Linked DNA regions of Sus scrofa: region 2 is linked to region 1. A link is a contact called in public Hi-C data. All regions are on one chromosome and are shown on one strand. Each heading gives the region's core, a stretch centred on a gene start, on an enhancer-like site or on the middle of the called end of the contact. The rest is flanking DNA. Distances are from core to core; before and after follow the strand shown.

Evidence for each region. A called contact is a pair of places that touch in the nucleus more often than the background predicts.
Region 2: a Hi-C map of omental adipose tissue shows a contact between it and region 1, with 2.3 times the contacts expected there. The contact joins two enhancer-like sites. A contact is called at or near these places in 1 of 5 promoter capture datasets (liver), 17 of 47 Hi-C or Micro-C datasets (alveolar macrophages, embryonic fibroblasts, epiblast stem cells and 9 more) and 1 of 2 datasets of contacts at active chromatin or transcription factors (skeletal muscle).

The regions. Positions count from the first base shown.
Region 1 is chr2:46,450,163-46,456,911 of Sscrofa11.1, forward strand. TEAD1 (TEA domain transcription factor 1) reads right to left here. Exons shown (of 14, transcript NM_001142669.1): 6 at 6,256-6,267; 7 at 5,296-5,430; 8 at 3,900-3,946; 9 at 2,967-3,028; 10 at 1,878-2,002. Among named protein-coding and RNA genes, the nearest start is that of RASSF10, 110 kb to the left of the region's middle. Within about 2 kb of position 1,894, at least 4 of the 83 cell types and tissues checked have an H3K27ac peak or open chromatin away from gene starts, as enhancers often do. A contact at or near this core is called in omental adipose tissue, where this site is marked.
Region 2 is chr2:46,758,669-46,765,051 of Sscrofa11.1, forward strand. The region is part of intron 4 of LOC102164222 (a long non-coding RNA gene); the gene reads left to right. Among named protein-coding and RNA genes, the nearest start is that of TEAD1, 92 kb to the left of the region's middle. Within about 2 kb of position 3,978, at least 2 of the 83 cell types and tissues checked have an H3K27ac peak or open chromatin away from gene starts, as enhancers often do. A contact at or near this core is called in omental adipose tissue, where this site is marked.

The DNA of each region.
Region 1 (6,749 bases), core at 644-3,143:
CAATGCTGGATCCTTTAGCCCACTGTGCTGGGCTAGAGATTGAACCCTTGCCCTGCAGTGACCCGAGCTGCTGCAGTCAGCACCAGAGCAGGAACTCCTATATTGAGTATTTTAATAAGGATAACAGCTAACAGCTTGGGATTTTGCTTCCCAGTGTCTTGGAGTCCTATTCCAAGGAAAGAAAGAGATTCCCTCACACAGGAGATACGCAAACTAACACACAATTCAAGAGACCTTCACCACTGGTGGTGGTTTACAGTAGTGAAACGAGTATCCTGAAACAGAGGATCTTGGCTCCTGGTCCTTCTGCTTATTGGCTAAAAATCCTAAGTCATTTTAATGTGTCTGGGCCTCAGTTTCTTTACCTGAAAAATGAGGAAAACAGAAACTACTTCACAAGCAGTTTGAGGGCAAAATGAAATAACCAAGACAAAGTACTCTGAGTTACAGAAAGCAAAAACACTAACGAGGCTAAGGCCCAGCCTTCGGCCAAAGAACCATCTATACTTCTCAGAAAAAAGAAGAATCAGGATGATGGTCTTTCTGCTTGTTTATTTCAGGGCTCCCACAGACAGGTATTTAAGCTCTCCCCATCGCCCTTCTTATAAAGCCACTCAGACACCTGGGTGATCCCGATGGCCTTCTCATCCCTGTTCTCAATGATCTCCTTTTCCTTTACCTGCCTCGACAGCCTAATTCGGGAACAGGCTCTATTCTTCCACCAGCTCCCCGCCTTCACGATTCCCAGACAGAAATGCCAGGGTCTTCGCGTGTCCACACTGGTGATGGCTGATGGAAGTCCCTCTGCCCATGGTATCGCCCCCATCTACCATCAGACACTTCCTCGGATAGCTCACCTCCGGTCATTCGGTACCTGAACTATTTATACACAGTGCACGCATTCATGACACTTTTCGATGGTAGTAGCCTGACAGCGAGGTGGCCACCACCCAGAGAGCATGGCACCTGTGCGCTCTCGGTAGCCCCCGAGATGGGTGGGGTGGGGTGAGGGAGAGAGCATGGAGAGGAGTTCGTGAAGATCCCCAAGACAAACATGATTTCTTCGTTTCTGCCTTGGTGCAAGGCTCACACTCACAGGCAAGGAGTGGGAGTGAGGAAAGGGTCTCGGGCTTGTGGGTGGGGGAGAAGCAAGGCTCACATATGTGGGGGAAACGGTGGGCCTGGCTGAGAAGCTGTGGGATGACAGGCATGAGATGGGGCAGGGGGATGGCAAAGAAGAGAAGAGACAAACAGAATCCAGATTTCGATGTTATCGGTATTTATGGTATTCTAGTGCATAGCATTCTACGTCAAACTGCTAACGTACTATTACTGTGGATTTTCTTTCAGAAAATAACAACTTGCCATCTTGAGAAAAAAAACAGCTTGGAAAAGAAGTATAGCATAACAGCTACATGTTTAGGCCTGAGTTTTAAAGATATGACTTTGAATCTCTAATCCACCAGATATCAACTGTGTCACTATAGGGAAATTACTTAACCTGTCTGTTTCCTCATGCATCAGACAGCACCTACTATTAAGAGGTTTTGTAAAGGTAAAATGTGATTGAAATCGCTTTGCTCAACGCCCGCTACAGGGTAGGGCTCAATAAGCATTACATTTTACCAGTTGCAAGAGCCTGCTAAGGTCCTTCTGTTCAGCTCCAATAATCCCTGGAGTTTGAGGTCCGGAGCCTCCATAACCATTCAGGTCTAAAGTTCTACATCTTTGTCAACAGAAATGTCTTTTTACTTTGTTGAAGGGCTGCTCTGCTATTCTTCTCAGGACTGTTTTCAGGCAGGCTACTCATCAGGCCCAAGGGCAGGGGAAGAGGAGCAAATCTTGGGTTCAAGACACACCTCTCTGAGCACACTCACCGAGTCCGGGTCTCGCTGCTGTTCGAGGAAAGCTGAGAATTCCACCAGGCGAAGTTTGGTTGTGCCAATGGAGCGGCCCTGCCAGGCTGGGACCGAGGGAGCTGGGGCTGACGCTGGCTCAAACCCTGAAAGACCAATCCATCATCACCTTAAACCTGGCTGCTTGCCTCCCCTCGGACCCAGGCTAACCTTGGGGCAGAGCCCTACAAAACAGACGACTCAGAAGGAAAGGCCAATAGGGCCCTCTGCCAGAGTCCAGCAGTGCCAGGCATGGTAGGTTCTGGCCACGGAAACCAGAGGTGTGGCCAGCCAGAGAAGCACAACGCACATGGCTCCCCATAAGGCTGGCCCGGCTCAGGTCAAGGGCCGTGGTATGAGGACACCTAGTCCTCGGCCACGGGGCTTTGCTGGGGACCTCAGCAAGGGTGATGGAAGAGAAGAAGTGGCGGCTGGCAGAGACCTCCTGTGAGACAGGGATGCGCGGGCAGTCCTTGGGCTCGTCCCTCTCCCTTCCAAAGGCTGCAGTCACCAGTGCTGCAGAAGTCCTCTTGGAACATTCCATGGTACTGGAGCAGAGGGCCGCATGTGATTGCACTGCAATCTGGGGGGTCTTTGATGAAGAGAGTCCCACTGAGTCTGTTCACGTGCATGGTAGGAGGCGGGCTGGCCAGGTGTGTGTTTTCTAGTTGGGCTTCCCTGTAAGCATTCCTTTAAAGAACAGTACTAGGAACTGAAATATACTTATCTAAGAAAGGGTGAAAAAGGGGTGAATCTTCCTTCCAGACTGAGATTGCCCATGTGGCCTGTTTATGATGGGGAAGGAACTTTAGCCACTTCCCCTTCTGAGGGTGACCCAGGTCCTGAGTGAAAGTCATCAGGCTTTCTGTTTCTCTAAAACCCATGAGAAGAGCTCCTGGGAGAGGACTGAGAGGAATCAGGGCCTGGGAGGGGACACCCCTATGACTCCCCTGAGCTCTGGGTTCATTCTGCCCTAAGGAGGGTGGTGGGAAGACAGGGGCACCCAAGGCTCTGCAAGTAGGGGGTATGTGTGGCTGTGGGACAGGGCCCAAGGGTCCTACAGAGACTCACCTGGAATGGGGGCCGTGACCGCCGGCTGGATGGGGTAGGCCTGCTGCACGAAGGGCTTGACGCTGGAGATAGGATGGAGAGAGTCAAAAACCACGGAGGAGTGGCAGCTACTTCCCAGGCCTGGCCCTAGCCTTCCAGGGCTGGGGCCTCACCTGGGGTCCTCCCCACTGTAGGGTTTCCTGCCTGCAGGTGATTCACAGCCCAGTAGAGCACTGCCAAGACAGACAGTTACATTGTTGAACTGTGAGGGCACTGGGGACCAAACCACCAAGCCTCATGCCAATTCAATGGGACCAGCTGGACCGGTCAGCCCAACTCCACATGCTGTGATAGGCTACGTATGAACCATTCTTCTCATCCCTGCAGAGACTGAGGTCAAGCGGTCACCATTTCCAGGCAAGGCTGGGGACGTGTCTCAGGCTCTCCTTTTCTAGCTAAATAGCTCCAGTTCTTTTGAGAATACTCAGGCAAGATTTCCATTCAGCTTCTATCCCCAGACAGCCCTTACCTTCCAGCTTACTGAGCTTGCTTCCCTGGCCTACCAGGCATCAGCAGAATTTCCTATGAGCTGCTCCCACCACAGGGAAGGCCGGAATAAAATGGGCTGTAGGATCACCTCTGCTGCCCTCTCTAGAAGGACCCCAGGCTCTACCTCCAAGGCCTTGAAGGGACGGAGACCCTCCACCTGTTGCTAGCTGCATGCCTACTAGTACTTAAGGTGGGAGTGAGGTGTTTACAGATCTCCTGGATTTGCACAGTCTCTTTGCTGCTATTGCCTCAGCAGACAACAGTGGGGGATGACGTTGGTGATCTCAGGTTCAATCTCTTCGCCTCCCAGCCCCCAGGTGGTCTGGGGCCAGAAAACCTCAACCTGGGGTGGGGTGGGCTGTGACCAGCCCCTTGCTGGCAGTGTTGGCCCCTCCTCAGACTTACTCTTGTGAGGATCCAGGCTGCCCTGTTTGTATCATTCCCGGCCAGAACTGGAAGGCAAAAGGCAAAAAGCTTCAGGGTTATGAGTTCACCTCAAAGCACTGTTCAGGACGTCTATGCACTGCAATCCCTGCTAAAGACAGTGGGTTCGGATCATCCACCAGCTGCAAAGTGGCTTTCCCTAAATGCAGATACATTGGCTGCTGTGCACAAGATGGCAACCTACAGCTTGCTTTAGCTCATCTGCTGGAAAACCTCCTTGAGGGTAGGGACCAGGCGGCAGCTTTTCAGTGTTCTTCTAACTTCCAAAAGAAATCTGGGTGCATGGCAGAGGAAACCTGGAAACACTCATCTTTCTCTTCCTCCCTCCATTCTGAAAAGCTTCCTGTCTGTCACTCTGCCTCCACAGCTCAAAGCATGGGGAGAGGACAAGGCTCTGTTCTGCCCAGGAGCTCTGGACAGCAACACAGACACCTCTTAGGCTGCGAGCTTTCCTGAGGCTTTTGGTGCCTGCTGCCTGCCTGCTGAAAAGGCAATATGATATAAAGGGAGCCAGGCAGCCCTGGCATGGCTATCCATGTGATTAAGATCCAGTTATCCCAACTCCTATTTTGTTACTAATTAACTTCAGTTTTCTCATCTGTAAAATGGCAATAATGGTTAAGAAGCATTTAAGATTAAGATGAGGATTAAATGAGATCATAACATTAAGCCAGCTTCTCAGCCTGTGGCAGCTGTGAAATGAAAACAGTACTAGTATACATTTGTCCCTTGAGGGGTTAGTTGCCATAAAGCAACCCCAAGGACACAGCAACAGAGACCAAGGGGCAGGAAAAAGAGCCAGAGAGGCAGATCACAACCTGAAAGGGTGCCATAAAAATGATACTAAACTGCATGCCTCAGGGACTAAAACCCCCTCCCTCTCCCTCTCTTCCTCTCCCCAGCTCCCTGCTTTCTTCCACTACTTTTTTTTTTTTTTTTTGTCTTTTTGTCTTTTTTTTAGGGCCACACTGTGGTATGTGGAGGTTCCCAGGCTAGGGGTTGAATGAGAGCTGTAGCCACCAGCCTATACCATAGCCACAGCAATGCAGGATCCGAGACGTGTCTGCGACCTACATCACAGCTCAGGGCAACGCCAGGTCCTTAACCCACTGAGTAAGGCCAGGGATTGAACCCGTGTCCATCTGGATACTACTCAGGTTCGTTAACCACTGAGCCATGATGGGAACTCCCGCTTTCTTTCATCATTTTGCACCCAGCATCCGTGTATCCCAAGGTGGCCTTTCCCCTCTCTTACACCTGAGCCAATCAACAAGTGCCAGGTGGATGGCTTGACGCTCAGCCTCGTGGACTCCATGTGCCCGGGGGCCATCATTATTGGCTCCAACCTGTGACTTACCCCCGGCGCCCCTGGGAAGGTGGGGCGTGGAATCCCGGGCAGCCCCAGCTTGTTGTGAATGGCAGTGGCCGAGACGATCTGGGCTGATGACATGGCGGCCATGTGCTGCAGGGCCTTATCCTTCGCAGTCTGATCCTTGAAGGTGACAGCGACACACAGACTTAATACACAATGCATGGCTACCGGGCAGCTTAAACAGGCACAGCCACGAGCACATGGACTAAAATACGGAGCCACAAAAGAGGCCGGAAAAGCAAACATGCACGGATAAATAAACACAGCCAGAAGGCTAAAACACACTCAACCTACCGTTTAACTCTGAACATTTACTGAGTACACCCAGTGGCAAGGTTTTTTAAAAAAAAATTTTTTTAATCCATTTTCCAACAGAATGGGAAGCCTCTGAGAAGAGTGGACAATATATTTATTTTTCCAGCTTCCGAAAGGAGAGGCCTCCTATTACTTCACATACTCGAGGAAAGGAAAAAAAAAAAAAAAAAAAAAAAGGCCCTGCTTTCAAGCACACAGATGGGAGGAGGGGTGAGAGAAGAGGCGTGGTGGTGGGTCTGGAGTAGGTCGCTGGTAGAACTCGAGGAGGCCCAGCCCTGTGCGCTGTCTAGGGCCACAGTCTCAGGAGCCACTGAAGTCATGCGCAGCCCGGGAGCCCTGCAGACACGTGGTGAGGAGGCTCAGAAGCAGTGGGGGGGGCGATGACGGAAGGGACAAGCAGCATGCTGGCGGCGGGGTGGGGCATGCTTTCTCAGGTATCTCCGACTGTGCTGATGGCCAGACGGGTTCTTTCTATAGCCAAGGACACAGGGGACACTACTGGGGACGTGGGTTCTCCTTCTCCTAAATGGGTCTTTTCTAGAAGAGCCAAGGCTGATAACACAAAGCTAGCCAAAAAGTCTGCCAAGCACAGCTAAAGTACAGAATACTAAATTCGGTGAAAATACTTACCATGCTTGTTACCTGGATACAACAATAAACAATTTGTTAAAAGGATTGCGTACAAAGGCAGGGTTATTTTTCTTCTTAGTTAAAAAATACATAATGTATACAAACACATGATACTTGGGTACAATAAAATGTGCAGGAGTGTGCGGGGGTTTTTTGGGTTGTTATTTTTCCCCCACATTTTAGGAGAAATATGTGACCCAGATAACTCTCCAGAAGGGCAATGACCAACAACCCCAACTCCCAACTCCTTTGAGCTGGTTCTGTCACTTCCCCAGTACAGATGGAGAAACGGTCAGAGCCCTGGTGTGGAACAAGCCTTGATGGAGCAGGCAGGGATTCACGTTCAGTAAACATGTCGAGGTTCCTAGCTGAGCGCAGGTCTATACAATCTACACCAGGCCCAGCAAAGCAGAGGCAAAAGGGTGACATCAAAGGAAAAAGAGCCCTCTCCACAGTTGCCATTCAGAGTTGACACTGAGTGAAGGTGAAGGGAA
Region 2 (6,383 bases), core at 2,728-5,227, 310 kb after region 1:
CCTAGACACATTAAAATTTAGAACTCAATCATCATATAAATTCATTTATATGTTAACTTTCTATTGATATCTAGTAGTTCAAGACCTCCAGCATTGTTCTTTCTCAAGTTTGTCTTGGCTTATCTCAGCTTTTGCTTTTTCCCGTAAATTGTAGAAACAGCTTGTCAGTTTCTCCCAATAGAACATTCCTGATCTTTTGATCAGGATTGTATGCAATTTATAATCCATTTGAAGAGTATGGATATCTTTAAAATATTGTCTTCCATTCATGAAAATGGTATATCTTTTCACTTATTTAGATTTATTTTTATTCCCCTCAGTAATCTTTTGTGGTTTTCCATTATAGAAGTGTTGTACATCTTTCACTATATTTATTACTAGATACTTGATGGTTTTTGATGCTACTTTTAGAAGGCTGAAAAATGGCCCTTCAATGATGTCAGGTCCCAATCCCTGAAACCTGTAAATGTGATCTAATTTGGGAATGTGTCTTTGCAAAGATGATTAGGTTAGGGATTTAGAGGTGAGGGGATTGTCCTGGATTACCTGGAAGTCCACCACATGTAATTCTTATAACAGAAGCAGGAGGAGATTTGATATAGACACACACGGGATACGAGCATATGAAGATGGAGCAGAGAGATGTTTGAAAATGCTGGTCTGGAAGACTGGAGCGATGTTAGCAGTAGTCCAGGGATGCCAGCAGCCTCCAGAAAGTGGATGAGGCAGGAACAGTTTCTTTCCTAGAGCCTCTGGAAGGAATGTGGCCCTGCTGACATCTTTATTTTTGTCCCAGTGAAACTGACTTCAGAATTGGGTTCCCAGAACTGTGAAAGAGGAAGCTTTTGGTGTCTAAGACACTTCTGGAGTTGATAAGTGTCTTCAGGTTAAAGGGGCCCTGAGGAGTTCCTGTCGTGGTGCAGTGGTTAACGAATCCGACTAGGAACCATGAGGTTGCGGGTTCGGTCCCTGCCCTTGCTCAGTGGGTTAAAGATCTGGCGTTGCTGTGAGCTGTGGTGTAGGTTGCAGACGCAGCTTGGATCCTGTGTTGCTGTGGCTCTGGTGTAGGCCGGTGGCTACAGCTCCGATTGGACCCCTAGCCTGGGAATCTCCATATGCCGCGAAAGCGGCCCAAGAAATAGCAAAAAGAACAAAAATAAATAAATAAATAAAGGGGACCTGAGTTCCTGATACCTCCATGGTTATGTCTTCGCCTGCATCTTGGTCCAGCAATTCTTCACTAACTTTTGGGTTCTTCAGTGACTCTGAGAAGGTTTTAATTTTTTTTAACATATTACTAAATTAAAAATAATACTGTGTACTGACTGATCTCATTTATGTGGTATATTTTGGCAATTAATTCATTCAACAAATATTGGTTGTATACCATTTTAGATGCTAGAGACATAGTGGTGAACAAAACGCAAATCTCTATTTCCAAAAATCTTTTCGTATAAATATATATCATTTATTTTTATTATTTTTAAAATTTTTTTAATTTTTATTTTTTTGTCTTTTTTTGGCCTTTTATTTTAGGGCTGTGCCCATGCCATATGGAGGTTCCCAGGCTAGGGGTCTAATCCGAGCTGTTGCTGCCAGCCTACACCAGAGCCACAGCAATGCCAGATCCGAGCCACATCTGCTACCTACACCACAGCTCATGGCAATGCCAGATCCTTAACCCACTGAGCAAGGCCAGGGATCCAACCTGCATCCTCATGGTTACTAATGGATTCGTCTATGCTGCGCCATGACAGGAACTCCATCATTTATTTTTAACAGTAGCAAAATTATTTTACGTTTAAGGGACATGTATTGTTCTCTCTCAGTTTGAGTCTTGCCTTTTAATTTCCAATAGTGTTTTTCAAACAACAGCTTTTAATTTTGCTTAAATCCAATTTATGATTTTTTTTTCCTTTTATGACTAGTTCTTTTTTGGTGTTTAAGAAAACCTTTGCCTAATAAAATTCATTGAGTAATTAAAAAAAAAAAAAAGAAAAAAAAAAACCTTTGCCTGTTCCAAGGTTGTAAAGATTTTATCATGTTTTCTTCTAGAAGTTTCATGTTTTATCTATACCTTTATATAATCTATCTCTTAAGACTTTGTTTGGTCTGAATCACAGAGATTAGTCCAGAATGGGCAGCCATAGCTCTAACTAGTGCATGAGATACTCTTTACCTTGGGGGTAGTGAATTTTGTGGGGTAAAAGCCAGAGCAGCTGTTGGCTATCTTTGCTGCCTGAGCATGAAACATATGCAGAAGAAGAAAGGAGAGATAAGAGATGGAAAGAGGCAGTTTCCTGAAACATTGTTCAGATACCTGGATCCCACTGGACCTGAAGCTATATCTCCTTGAGCCTTTTAGTTATATGAGCCAGTTAGCCCCGATTTTGGCCTCTGGAAGTTTGAGTTGTGTTTATTTCAACTACAATTGAACTTTAGGTGACTAATGAACAAAATAAGGATGTAGCATAACAGTCTTCTATGAATGGACATTTAAGTTGCTCCAGGTTTTAGCTATTATAAGCCATGCAGCCACCAGGGACTGAGGGGACAAGGAGAATAGAGGAATCTTTTGGATAGAAGGAAGGGCTATGTTTTGAGAGAGATGCAGTAGGTTTCAAAAGAAGAATAAAGTCAGCCCGCATAGCAGCGCCAGGGAGAGGGGGCTGTTTCATCAGACTCTTCATTAGGGGATTGGAGACCTCTGCCCAGGGGCAAAGGAGTGGCCAGGGAGAAACAAGGCTGTTCCAGATGCTTTAGCACCTGTACATGAAGACAGAGACAAAGGCAGAAGGAGAAGCCTACTGCCATTATATTTGTTCCTGAGGTCGGCTCTGATCTGGCCTCTGCTGTGCTCATGATCATGGTCTTAGTTTCAGGCCTCTCCACAGATCTCTTTGTACTCACACACAGCCCTCTGTGGAGGTTACTCACCCTGAAACACAGGGTCTTTCCGTGACCTTGAATATAATCTCAACTATAAATAATCATTTGAATAACTTTAAAGTCTGAAGATAAAATAGATGATGAAGACCTTATAATTATTATTGCTAAGGCTCATTGGAAAAATGAGAGTGTGTACTGGAGATAAAAGTGCTTTAGCATAAACTCTGGAGTCAGAAAGATCTCAACGACTCTACTGGATTAAAACCTTGGGCAAGTGACTTCTTATGCCTCAGTTTCTTAGTCCATAAAATGGGGATAACAAACACTTCCCATATATAATTGATGTGAGGATGATATGAGGTAATTTTTTAGCAGCATGACCCATGAACAGAACCAATGAATGGTAATAGTATTAATAAAAAGGTTCAGAAAAGTACAGACATGTCCAAGGCCCCATAACCAGTGAGAGTCCAGAACAGTCTTGAATCCATGAACCTTGTTCTTCCTACTTCTCTAAACGGCTTCTGAAGTAACTTTTGAAAGGATGCATGGGAAAAACACAGACTAGCTTCTAAGCTGGTGAAGGGAGAGTGCAGAGATAATAGGAGGCTTTCTGATATTTTCCTTTCAGTGTCGGACAGTTTTCCTTTCTCAAATATTCAGCGAATACTGGTCTATTTAGAGTGAGGTCCTTGTAGGCACGGAAAGATTTCCTAGTGCAACAAAGACCTCAGTAGAGTTGCCCAACTTCCCAGCCTCCCGGCCCAGGCTCCCCCTAGCGGCTGCGGCGGGACGTGCACATATCAACTGGGAAAGGAGGCCTTGGGTGCGGGGAGATGTTTGGAAGGGTCACTTCCAAACCCTCCACAGACCGAACGCAGCTGTGATGCAGTGCTTCCTCACGGGAAGGACACTCAGCATTCTGCTCTGGGGATTTCAGGGTCAAGATGTTCAACGGTGGTAGGGAGCAGAGCCGAGGTCCTCCAGGAGGATCTTGGGGAGGACGCGGTGAGGAAGACAAAGCCTTTCATGACCCAGCGAAATCTCCAGTAGCTCTCTCACATCCCTCAGTGCCAGGGTGCTTCACCAACAGGCCGAGGGAACATTCTGGACCCGCCTCTGGGGAATCTGCTCCAGAACGCCTGCCTCCGAGTACCCTGTCTCTGGTAGATTGCAGTGGAAGCCTGTGGTATTTAATATCCAGGACAGCCTAGGAACTAGATTCCTTTATTATCCTTCTCATAGATATGAGGAGACTGCGATTCAGAAACCCTGCTTCTCCTGCCAAGGATCACACACCCATGGAATGGAAAAGTTGGCGCTCAAGTTCAGGGCTGAAAACCTCAAAGCCTGTTTCTTTCCACCAGGCTACCCTGCACTGGACGTGGTAGTTATTTGTTACCTACAGACACCATCAATCATAGAACTGAAGAAAAGCTTGGAATTGCAGCAGAGAGGAAAAGCCTTATTATCCTCAGTTGGACTTTCCCTGCTTCTTACCCATCTTCCTCCCTCAGGATGGTCTGTCCTATAAGCCTTCCTTTTATCTAAGAACCACTGCCAAGCCACAATTTCCTGTGCTTTGTCTCGTTATCCAGGGAAGAGAGTAGTGTCTGCCAGCCTGATCTGTGACTCCGCGCAGTAATTTCTTCTGGACTGTTTGGGTCCAAAGGGCTGGCTAAATATCTCCAAGAAATACCATGGCCTTCTGGTTCCGGAAGTTAAAAACAAGAGAATTAATATTCTTGGAGCACTATGAAGTATCATATATTGAATCGATATGTAAATATCCATATTCATAAATATATTAATGTGTGTGTATCTTTATATACACACCCTTACTCTTCATATATATACTTATTCCTCAACACAACTATTTGATGTAGGTGTCAGTACTCCCACTATATAGATGAGGAAACTGAGGATCTGAGAGGTAGAGTGATCTGTCCAGAGTCACATCTCTGAGGCCCAAGAGCTGAGATTTAAACCCAATTGGTCTGACCACCCATCTGTAATCTATCTCCTTCATCTACTTCCATGCTGTTTTTTTCCTAAGTCAACGCTACTTAGATATAATTAATTTACAATAAAATACCCTGATTTTGAATGTATAGTTTGATGAGTTTTGACAAATGTATGTACCCTTGTAACCACCACCACAATTAAAGTATAAATATTTCCATTATGCTCAAAAGTTCCCTTGTGCCCCTTTGGGGTCAATTCCATCCCCAGCCCAGGTAACCACTACCCTGCTTTCTGTCACCATAGATTAGTTTGGACTTCTCTAGACTTTCATATAAACGGACTCATACAGTATGTACACTTTTGGGTTTGGGCTTTTTTACTTAGCATAATGCTTTTTATTACGCTAAGTAAAAGAGTTATCCATGTTGTTACATATCGATAGCGTTTGCTTCTTTTTATTGCTGAGTAGTATTCCATTGGGTCAGTATACAGTTCATTTATCCACCATTCCTCCTGATAGACATTTGTGTGATTTCCAGTTTTGATCTATTATGGAAAATGCAGCTGTGACCATTGCTGTACACTTCTTTGTTTGACATAAGTTTTTATTTCTCTTGTGTAAATCCTTATGAATAGAATTTCTGTGTTGTGTGCAAAGCGTTTATCTTTTTAAGAAACTGACCAGCAGTTTTTCAAAATGGTACCAGTTTACACTCCCGCCAGCACTTCTGGAGTTTCAGTTGTTTTAAGTTCTTGTCAACATTTTGTCCTCACATGGCAGAAAGGGAGAACTCTGGTCTCTTCAACCCCTTATCAGGACACAAATCCCATTCATGAAGGCTTCAACTTTATGAGCTAATCACACCCCCACCCCCACCCCCATCAAAGGCCCCACCTCCAAATAGCATCACATTGGGGTTAGACTTCAATTTATGAATTTTAGGGAGAGACAAATATTCTGTCCGTAGCGGTGTTTAAGTATAAATTCAGTCTCTTTCATAAGATAAGGTCTATTTTCTATTTCTTCTTGAGGCAGTTTGAGTAAGTTGCAGTCTTTCAGGAAATTTGTCCTTTTCATCTAAGTTATCAAATGTGTTGACATTATGTTGCTCATTATGCTTAAGTCATTGACTCCATTCTCTGCCTTTGAGTTGATTCAGAATTTGTAATTTAGGAGTTCCCGTCGTGGCACAGTGGTTAACGAATCCAACTACGAACCATGAGGTTGTGGGTTTGATCCCCGGCCTTGCTAGGCGGGTTAACGATCCAGTGTTGCCATGAGCTGTGGTGTAGGTCGCAGACACAGCTCGGATCTGGCATGGCTGTGGCTGAGGTGTAGGCTGGTGGCTACAGCTCCATTAGACCCCTAGCCTGGGAACCTCCATATGCCGCGGGAGCAGCCCTTGAAAAGACCAAAAAAAAAAAAAAAAAAAGAATTTGTGATTTATCTGCTTGATCTTTGTAGCCACTTTGTGCAAATATTTCCCCCACTCTTGTTCATTCTGCTATTGTTTTGGAACGTATATTAT